Linked DNA regions of Gossypium arboreum: region 1 is linked to region 2. Evidence: chromatin contacts called from public Hi-C data. All regions are on one chromosome and are shown on one strand. Each heading gives the region's core, a stretch centred on a gene start, on an enhancer-like site or on the middle of the called end of the contact. The rest is flanking DNA. Distances are from core to core; before and after follow the strand shown.

Region 1 (4,432 bases), core at 1,210-3,709, 130 kb after region 2:
GAGATTGTGAAGCAACTTTTATCTCTATATCTGTTGTTTCCCTTCCTAAATTATGCACAGCTTCCCATAATATCAATGGAAAAGAAGACACTTCACTAATCACAAACGCGATGCAAGTATGCAAAGCAATGTTATCAAAATCGAAATGATCACCACAGCTTAAAGCTGTTATCGCCCGTCTAGGATGACGTCCGAGTTGCTCATGGACATGGAAGAAGACATGTTCCTCTTAATTTCGTTGAATGTAGGATGTTCCCTACCACTGAACCTCCCCCACGTTGTTGTGCTACTCAATCTGTGTAGTAGATTTAATTCCATGCCTTCTCCTTCGGATTCAGCAGCACCCTCATCTCTTGCCTCTAACAGCTTCATTACTTGCCTCATCGTTGGCCTAACATGAGCTTCTGGATGAGCACACAACAATCCTAGTTGCATTAGCCTCTCTACTTCCTCATTGCTGTGACCACCCTTTCCTTTTAGCCTATCATCTAGAGCTGAAACCAGTTCTTGTCTCTCCATTAACCTCCATGTCCAATCAATTAAACTCGGCTTCCCTTCTTCAATCGGCCTCCGTCCACATACTATCTCCAACACCAACACTCCAAAACAGAATACATCTGTTTGAGTGGAAGCACGTCCAGTTTTAATCAATTCCGGTGCCATGTATCCTACGGTTCCAACCACTCGAGTAGTGCTAGCCAGTTCACTGTGATGATGCGTACGTGCTAATCCGAAATCGCTTAACCTGGCATTCATATACTTGTCGAGTAAGACATTGCTTGCTTTAATGTCCCTATGCAAGACCTTAGCTTCCCAACCCTCATGCAAATACCAGATTGCAGAAGCTACATCTTTCAAGACTTTAACTCTCTCATCCCAGCTCAACATTGAGTCCTCATGACAGTCGAAAATTCTCTTATCGACGCTCCCATTCTCCATGTAATCGTAGACCAAGATCAAGCTCCCTTTATCGTTCCTAGACCAACCTCTCAGTCCCACCAAATTTCTATGCTTCAATCTCCCTAGACTTGAAACCTCAGCCAAAAACTCTCTAATCCCATGCTCACTTTCATTAGAAATTTTCTTCACTGCAACTTCTTGTCCTTCTTTCAATACCCCTTTATAGACATTCCCATTACCTCCAGAACCAATCACATTTTCATCTGAAAATGCCTTTGTTGCTGCATAGATCTCTTGATACCCAATCCTGTGAGGCCAATACTCCAATTCCCAATTTTCAATATCATCTTTCTTACCATTTCTTTTCCTTCTAAATCTAACCAAAAGAAAGTACATTGCAATGCAAAAGCTAACAAGCAAGACAGCCCCAATGGTAACTCCAACTATGAACCCTGTTGATTCAAACACAGAATCCTTTGGTGGCACAAATGAAGGCAAATTAGTAGTGACCAAAGCATTACCAATTGAGGGATTCGAATTACTAAAGCTCCAAGCCAGAATCCTATGACTCTCAACCAACTGGCCTGTTGCTCCAGCAAATCCTACATGCATTTCATCAAGAAAAACAGTAGAAAGGTTCACAAACACACTTATCAAAGGCCTTATAGGCCTTTTATCCCCCACTTTCGCCATAGTAACATTTAAAATAGAATCTTCATAATCAACCCAGACTTGATAATTAACACCATTATTAAGCTTCAATCCCTTCAACTTATCACCTTCACTCCCTCCCCAAAACCCTGTAGGACTTGAAGCAACAGATTTCAAGGAGTTCACATCAACACCCACATGGTTATCATTGATATCATCAAATTCTTGGTTTGCAAACACATCAAACTCGACACCAAAGATACTGCTGTTGGGATTACCATTGTTGGAAAAGTTGAAAAGACCCAGATTCTGAGACGAACTGGCACCAGCTATACCAGCAGTAGGCAAGAAGGCAAAAGCAAATCCATGACCTGGGAGAAAACCCTTGAGAGGGGCAATGGAGAAAACGAAAGAAGTATAGAAAGGAAGTAACTTTGATGAATTTGATGATGACTTCACTGGGATCTTCGAAGGGTACAAAGCACGACCAATAGAGAAAGTCCCATTTGTGATGGAGAGGATGGAAGAATCAATAGTAGCATCACCAAAAGTCAAGAGATTGGTGGAGTTGAAGTTGGTATTGTAAACGAATTCAACAGATGAAACCCAAGGGAAGAACAAAAGGAAGGTTATTGCAGTTGAAAACAAGAAGGGAGACATGAGGAATATATTTCAAAAGATCCAAGAAGAGAAGATAAAGCTGTAGTTTGCACGTAAAGAGTGGTGTGCTTTTTAGGATTTTAGCTTGCATTTGAAGGAAGGCAACTGTGTTGGACGCGTAAAAAGAACAACATACAAACAGAAGTGTTCAAAATCTATCACGTAAATAATTGTTGAATAATAATTAAGTAGTTTAACTAATATTCGCAAAGGAAGCGGCGGGAAGGTAAGAAATACAGTACAATAATAATGGTGGAGTGGAGAATGGGGTGGTAATGAGCCGACAAGATAAGGGTTGAGCTGGATCAAATTGATTAAAAAATAAAAATAAAAAAAGCTTTACTCTAATCTATCTAAGTGCGCCACTCGATTGGTGGCCTGGACAAATACAGGCTTTGTTGAACAAGGTAAAACAACGTAGCCTTTCAATTTTGAACTATCTCTTTCTATCTTCTTGGTAGTATGAATGCTTCTAATTTCATATATTAGATTCCAAGAATTACTCTTTAGCTTTCTCATTGGCACCCCAATTTATTTACAAATTTTAACCTTTAACCAAAGTTATACATTTTCATATATTCAATTTAATTTTAAAATTGATTTCATAAAAATTCTTAATTAACTAATAATTTTAACAATTTCTTTTGCCCAAAAACATGAATTATTAATTTTCATCAATCAATTTCAATTGGCTTAAGGGTTAAAAACCCTAATTTAAAAAAAAAACAATTAAATTCTTACCTTTTTTATTCAATTGAGTACTTAAATTTTTAATATTTATCAAAAAGGTCCTCAAATTTTTTTCAAAAAAATTAAAGTCTCTGTTTTTTTTTTATGCTCAATTGAGTACTTGAATTGTCAAAATTCATCAAAAAAATCATTTGATCGCTAAAGTTAACTAATCCTAATTTGTTTCAGTTAAAGTCACCCCGTGTCACAATTACAACCTAACATGTAGCAAAAAAGTTAAAAATAAAAATAAAAAATTATTAAATTTTAATAAAAATATAAAATATTAAAATTATAAAAGATTATAAAAATCGTAAAAAATATAAAATTTTATAAAAATCATACAAAAATTATAAAATACATCAAAAACCCATTTAACCATTAACCGTTAAAGTTAATGAACCTAAGTGATTCTTTAGTTAAAGTTATCACATGTTGCAACACAACGTGTCATATAACAAAAATGCTAAAAATAAAAATCAATAAAAATATAAAAAATTATAAAATACTACTTTTGGTATGATAATTTTATAATTTTCTTATGATTTTATAAAACTTTAAAAAATTTATATTTTATTAAAATTTAATAATTTCTATAACTTTTATTAATTTTTATTTTTTATCATTCTTATTCATGTTACGTTGTGATTGTGACACATGATAACTTTAACTGAAAAAATTTAAATACGGTCAAATAATCTTTTTAATGTATTTTAACCATTTAAATACTCAATTAAGTGCAAAGAAAAGCAGACTTAATTGAAAAAAATTTGAGAATCATTTTTATAAGTTGGCGGAAAAAGACCATTTCAATTTTAAAACTTGCATTTTAACTTGCTTTCTAATCTTTGTCTCCAAACTTATATTACCTGTATTTTAGGTGAGAATTTACAAATTTGGTCCATATTGAATCATTGATTTGAAGTTAAGTGCAAGAATGAAAAGAAATTACAAATACCCAAGTGAACCAAATATTTTATATACATAAACATTTTAAATCATAAGAATGTCACATGTTTTTTTTTAATTAGTTTGTTCTTTAAATTTTTATTTTATTTTTAAATATACCCTAAGAAGCAGATCCCATGGAAAAACTAAAGTCCCTTAACAGTGGATCAAACAAATCTTCTTTTTTTTTTTTAATCCACTTCCAAATCATTTATGAAGAAATAAGACAATGGCAAGAAACAGTTTCAAAATTGTAATCCTTCTAATTGATTCTATTATTGATGTATAAAAAAAAAAAAAAACACAAGTAGTAATCACCTACAAAGCCAGAGAATTGTATCCTATAAAAGCCATATTTATAGCTTACCAAATCAAAGAAGATAAATGAGTGCTTTTGCTCAAATACTCTATATAACAGATAACATCTACTTTTTCTTGTTCACTATACATGGTAAATCCTGTAAACTAATTATCTCTTGGTATTTAGATTACCTGATTTTCCCAGCTTTACCACAAAGATTGAAAAACCATAAAATGATGTCTA
Region 2 (4,479 bases), core at 1,861-4,360:
TGAATTAAATTGGCCTTAATAGTTATAATTTAAACCCAACCAATACGTCAAATGTACTGTTATGGTTCCAAATTAAAAGAAAGGGTACAGTCAATAATATTTTACATGTATTATAGACGACAGCCAAATACATCCATAGCACATTGAAGAACTCAAGCATGACAATCTCAAATGTGATTGGACCAGTGGAACGAATGGCATTGGCTAATCATCCAATTAAAAGCTTGTATTTTATGGTGGTCGGCGTACCTCAGGTTTGTTTACAGATTTTGCTAAAACTTTTTATTTATATATCAATATATATATATATATATATATATATATATATATATATTTAATGGATGATTTTGCACATTTACAGAGTCTAACCATAACAATGGTTAGTTACATGGGAAAGCTGAGGATTGCTGTAGGAACCGAGAAAGACTACATTGATTTGCCCAAGTTCAAGTCGTCTATCAAGAATGCCTTTGAGATGATACTCAAAGCTACCCATGAAACTGTTTAAACTTTTTTTTTTTCTATTGTTTACAGTGCATCATGAATATGGATGTATGATCCTCATTGGCCCCAAAGTTTAATATTATTTTATTTTAGATTTTTCCTCACTTCATTGATAGCATTTAACTAGTACATAATAATTTCACAATTTGGTCTTGATGGACGAAAATGAATTCACAAGAACAATAGAGCACCATGCAAAGCAACTCCAATGTCAAATATACAGAAATGGGAAAGAAAAGGGGTCTATCATTTCAATTAAAAAACATAAATTTTACATTATGAAGGAAATAAAGAGAAAAGGGTTTATTTCACTAAATGTACCTAAACTATCTATTAAATTTTAAATTGGTCTCTATATGATCCTAAATAGTTTACTATAATTTTCTTCTATAATTAATGTAAAAGATAATGTACTCAAATTATTTCAATTTAACTAAAAATATTAATAAAAAATTGATTTTTATATCAATCTATAAAAGGTTTATTAAATTTACAAACATATAAAAAAATAAAAGACATAGGAATACTTTAGATGTGCTAGCTTAATAAAATGACCATTGTTCTTTGCATAATTATTTATTTAGTTCTCCAACTTTATAAAAGAAATCATTTTAGTCCTCCACTTTGCACATGTCTATTAATTTAATTTAAGCTAATATAGCAGAAAAGCCTTCAAACACCATGTTTAAATAAACTTTTGTACTCATTTTGTAGTCAAACATGCCCCTAATTTATGGTTTTTATTCATTAAATCCCTTAATGATAGCTGAAATTGACTTTCTTTTTCCTTTTATAAAACACCATGAACGTCAGCCATTAAGGAGCTGCAAACTTCAGCTCAAACCTCTGTCTTTGCAAGCTAAAGCCTGTTGGTATTTTCGCCATTAGGTTTCTTTGTATATATGAAAAAAATCTAACTTGCCAATCTTGGTTACCTAACTCCCTCATGCTTGTCACCGGTTGTTAATTAAAGTTCACTCTACCCTTCAACATATCAGTGGAATCCATTATGCTCTTTTTTCTCTTTCTAATAATTAGGGTAGGGATTTGATGTTGTTTTATTATTTTGAAATATTAAAGAATTTCAATCTCATACATCGTTGTTTTTAGTAAGAGAAATATTTATGACTAATAGAATTATAACACATATAAAAGGATAAAAAAAAAACTACTTCAATTGATCAAGGGCTTCAAATTGGTAAAAACAACAATATTAGGTGCTTATTTGACTACAAAATAAATATAAAGACTTATTTAAACACAATGTAATGATTTAAGGGGTTTTTTTTATACATTAATCATATTTAAAATTAAATTTCATATCAATAATAAAAATTCTATCAGAAACAAATTAAAAATCCCTGGCGGGGCTTAATCCTAGTATATTTTATTACAAATTACAAAGAAGGAATTGCATGTTCTGTGTCAAGAATTTGTGTCCCTAGTTTAAGACTTGTTTACAATAATTGTAGTTTCATTTCTAACTCTAGTATATCTTGTTGCAGGTTGTTATTTCGGTTCTTATGAAGGATTGCCAATGGCAACCTTTTTAGTTTCAAAAGGTGAAGACTCAATCAATGAATGTTAAGAGTATTGTATATTCCAGAGATTGAGTTAGTTAGCCTAGCTGTTAGCTTAGCCCTCTGTGCTATTAGTCTGTTACTCAATTAGTTAGATTGTTAGCCATAGCAGTTACCATAGTGTTCTATAAATACTATCTCTATAATGTTCGTGAAAGGTAGTCAAAATACAAAGATTTCTTTCAAATACTCAATGTATTCTTTCAATAATTAGCAACATTTTTCATTCCTTCATTCTATCTGTTCTTTTAGTCGAGTGATTCACCTTAGGTGCTAACATGGTATCAGTTGCCTAAAAGGTTCTAGAGACCTACCTCAATGACCACCGCCGCTTTTACCGATTCAGCTACCGTTGATCCTGGATGTCCAGTGTTTACTGGTACTCGACGCATCTAGTCATTTCCTTGCTATGAGACAATTAAGTTGGATGAAGGCACGTTTTTCAGTGGCAGCAACACATTCGGTTGATTTCTAGGGTTATGAGCTGACCGGTTTCTTGGATGGCACTTTGTCGATTCTACCGCGTTTTGTGCAGTCTCTGGAAGGGTCATTCGTTCCAAATCCAGATGCATCGGCCTTTGTTTAACAGGACATCTTATTAGCTTCATGGTTACTTTCCACGATTAACCCCTCCATTTTATCTTCTTTTCCAGAAGCACGATCCGCATGTGATGTGTGGACCACCGCCACTCGTCTTTTTGCTCCACTCACCAGTGTAAAGCTTGCCCGTATTCGTTACGATTTGTTTTTTCTCAAGAAAGGCAGTCTCTCGGTCAAAGAGGTCGTGGCCAAGATCCAGAATATGAGTGCCTTGATAGCGGCTTCTGGTTCGCGCATCTTCGAAGAAGAGAAGGTCGAGACTCTGCTTGTAGGCTTAACTCCTGAGTTTGATGTTGTTATTACTCTCGTTTCGCTCTCATCTTAGCCTTTGCGGTTTCAACGCCTTGTTGATGTGCTCCTTGAGTACGAGAATCGTCAGACGCGTCTGATTCAGGAGATACCTCTTCATGCCAACCTCTTGGAGACTGTTCTATCGCCGTTCATAGGGGCTCTATTCGTGGTGCTCGTCCCCCATCTAGAAGCCGCGGACGAGGGTTTTGATCCAGAGTTTAGTGCCAGATTTGCGAACGGTTAGGGCACCTCGCTCAACGATGTTTCTACCACTACAATCGTGACTACGAAGGACTGTCATCAGGTGTTCGGGCATCGTCTCTAGTAGATCATCATGGTCCGTTGCTTGTTTATGGTGGACTTCAAGGTACAAATTCAGCCGAACCACCGCCTTATTATTCGGGAGGAAATTTCCACCCTTACGCGTCTGTATCTAGAAATATTAGGGATTATAATCCCTTAGTGCAGAGAACTGATGATGGTCTGTGTGGTGGGGCCCCTGATGGGTGTTTATTTTGACCGTGCACCTATGCGCTTTCATAATATAGGTTCTAGGCTGATTGGGCTTGTTGAATATAATGACCATAGGCCGATTACTCATGGTCACTCTAGGTTGATTGGGCCTGTTGGGCTTCATGGCCAATGCAGCATGACCCTAGTCCAGATTTTGGGGGTGTCTCACCTTCCTTTGGGCCACATGCTCCCACTCTGCCAAATTGGTCTGTATTGAATTGTGTAGAGCTTGGTGTTCCTCCTGATCATGACCGTAATCGTGGAGGTCCAAGTAGTGATGTTGTTGGCCCATGTATTCCTTGGCAGACTAAGCCTCGAGCTCATGTTTACACTGGGTCTGACTCCTGTATTGGTCTTCTTCGTATACCTGATTTGCATGCGTCTGATGTTTCTACCTTCACTGGGTCTCATATTAATGCTACTCAATACGGCTCCAACTGTGATGGCACTGACTCTTACATCCCTATGCCAGTTGGCAATACATCCTGGTATCCCGACTTGGGTGCTTCACACCATGTATGTCGCGATGCCTCTACGTTGCATGACTCCACTCTTTATTCAGGTTGTAATAGGCCATTTTTTGTCCAGGCCCAAACCAAACCAAATAAAAATAAAAATTACAAGTCTATTTAAAAAAAACCCTAAGCCCAAATTACAAGCCCACAATCTAAACTAAGTTTTAATAAAGTAAAAAAAACCCTAGCCTCCAGCGTCCTTGCCCTCCACGTGAATAGGCACGTCGCCTGAGGCCTGATGGGCCTTTGTCGCGGTTTCACCAAAATGGCAAGGGCATGCTTTTTGCCACCGTCACCAACTACTACCTACAAAGAAAAAATAGAAAAGACAGGGACAATAGATGCAAACCCAAGAATAGTGACAAAATAAAAATATATGTATTTTAAACAAGTGTAAAATGGATATAAAAGCCAGAGAATAGATTGTATTAAAAAAAAAGATCGGAATCAAATACAAACACACAAAAAAGCGTGGT

What was found. Hi-C and Micro-C count contacts between places; a contact is called where the count stands out from the background.
Region 1: a contact with region 2 is called in a Hi-C map of leaf, with 4 times the contacts expected there. The contact joins the promoter of LOC108459815 here to the enhancer-like site in region 2. A contact is called at or near these places in 4 of 5 Hi-C or Micro-C datasets (all in leaf).

What each region holds. Positions count from the first base shown.
Region 1 is chr4:114,742,343-114,746,774 of ASM2569848v2, forward strand. LOC108459815 (probable L-type lectin-domain containing receptor kinase VII.2) reads right to left here and starts at 2,460. Exons shown (of 1, transcript XM_017759215.2): 1 at 1-2,460. The coding sequence starts at 2,211. The coding sequence ends at 169. It overlaps LOC108460618 (probable serine/threonine-protein kinase At1g54610), which reads right to left. Exons shown (of 8, transcript XM_017760178.2): 8 at 4,132-4,432. The coding sequence ends at 4,430.
Region 2 is chr4:114,610,926-114,615,404 of ASM2569848v2, forward strand. It overlaps LOC108460587 (wax ester synthase/diacylglycerol acyltransferase 4-like), which reads left to right. Exons shown (of 5, transcript XM_017760131.2): 4 at 117-254; 5 at 362-608. The coding sequence ends at 508. Among protein-coding and RNA genes, the nearest start is that of LOC128291689, 5.0 kb to the right of the region's middle. Within about 2 kb of position 3,111, at least 2 of the 2 cell types and tissues checked have an H3K27ac peak or open chromatin away from gene starts, as enhancers often do. A contact at or near this core is called in leaf, where this site is marked.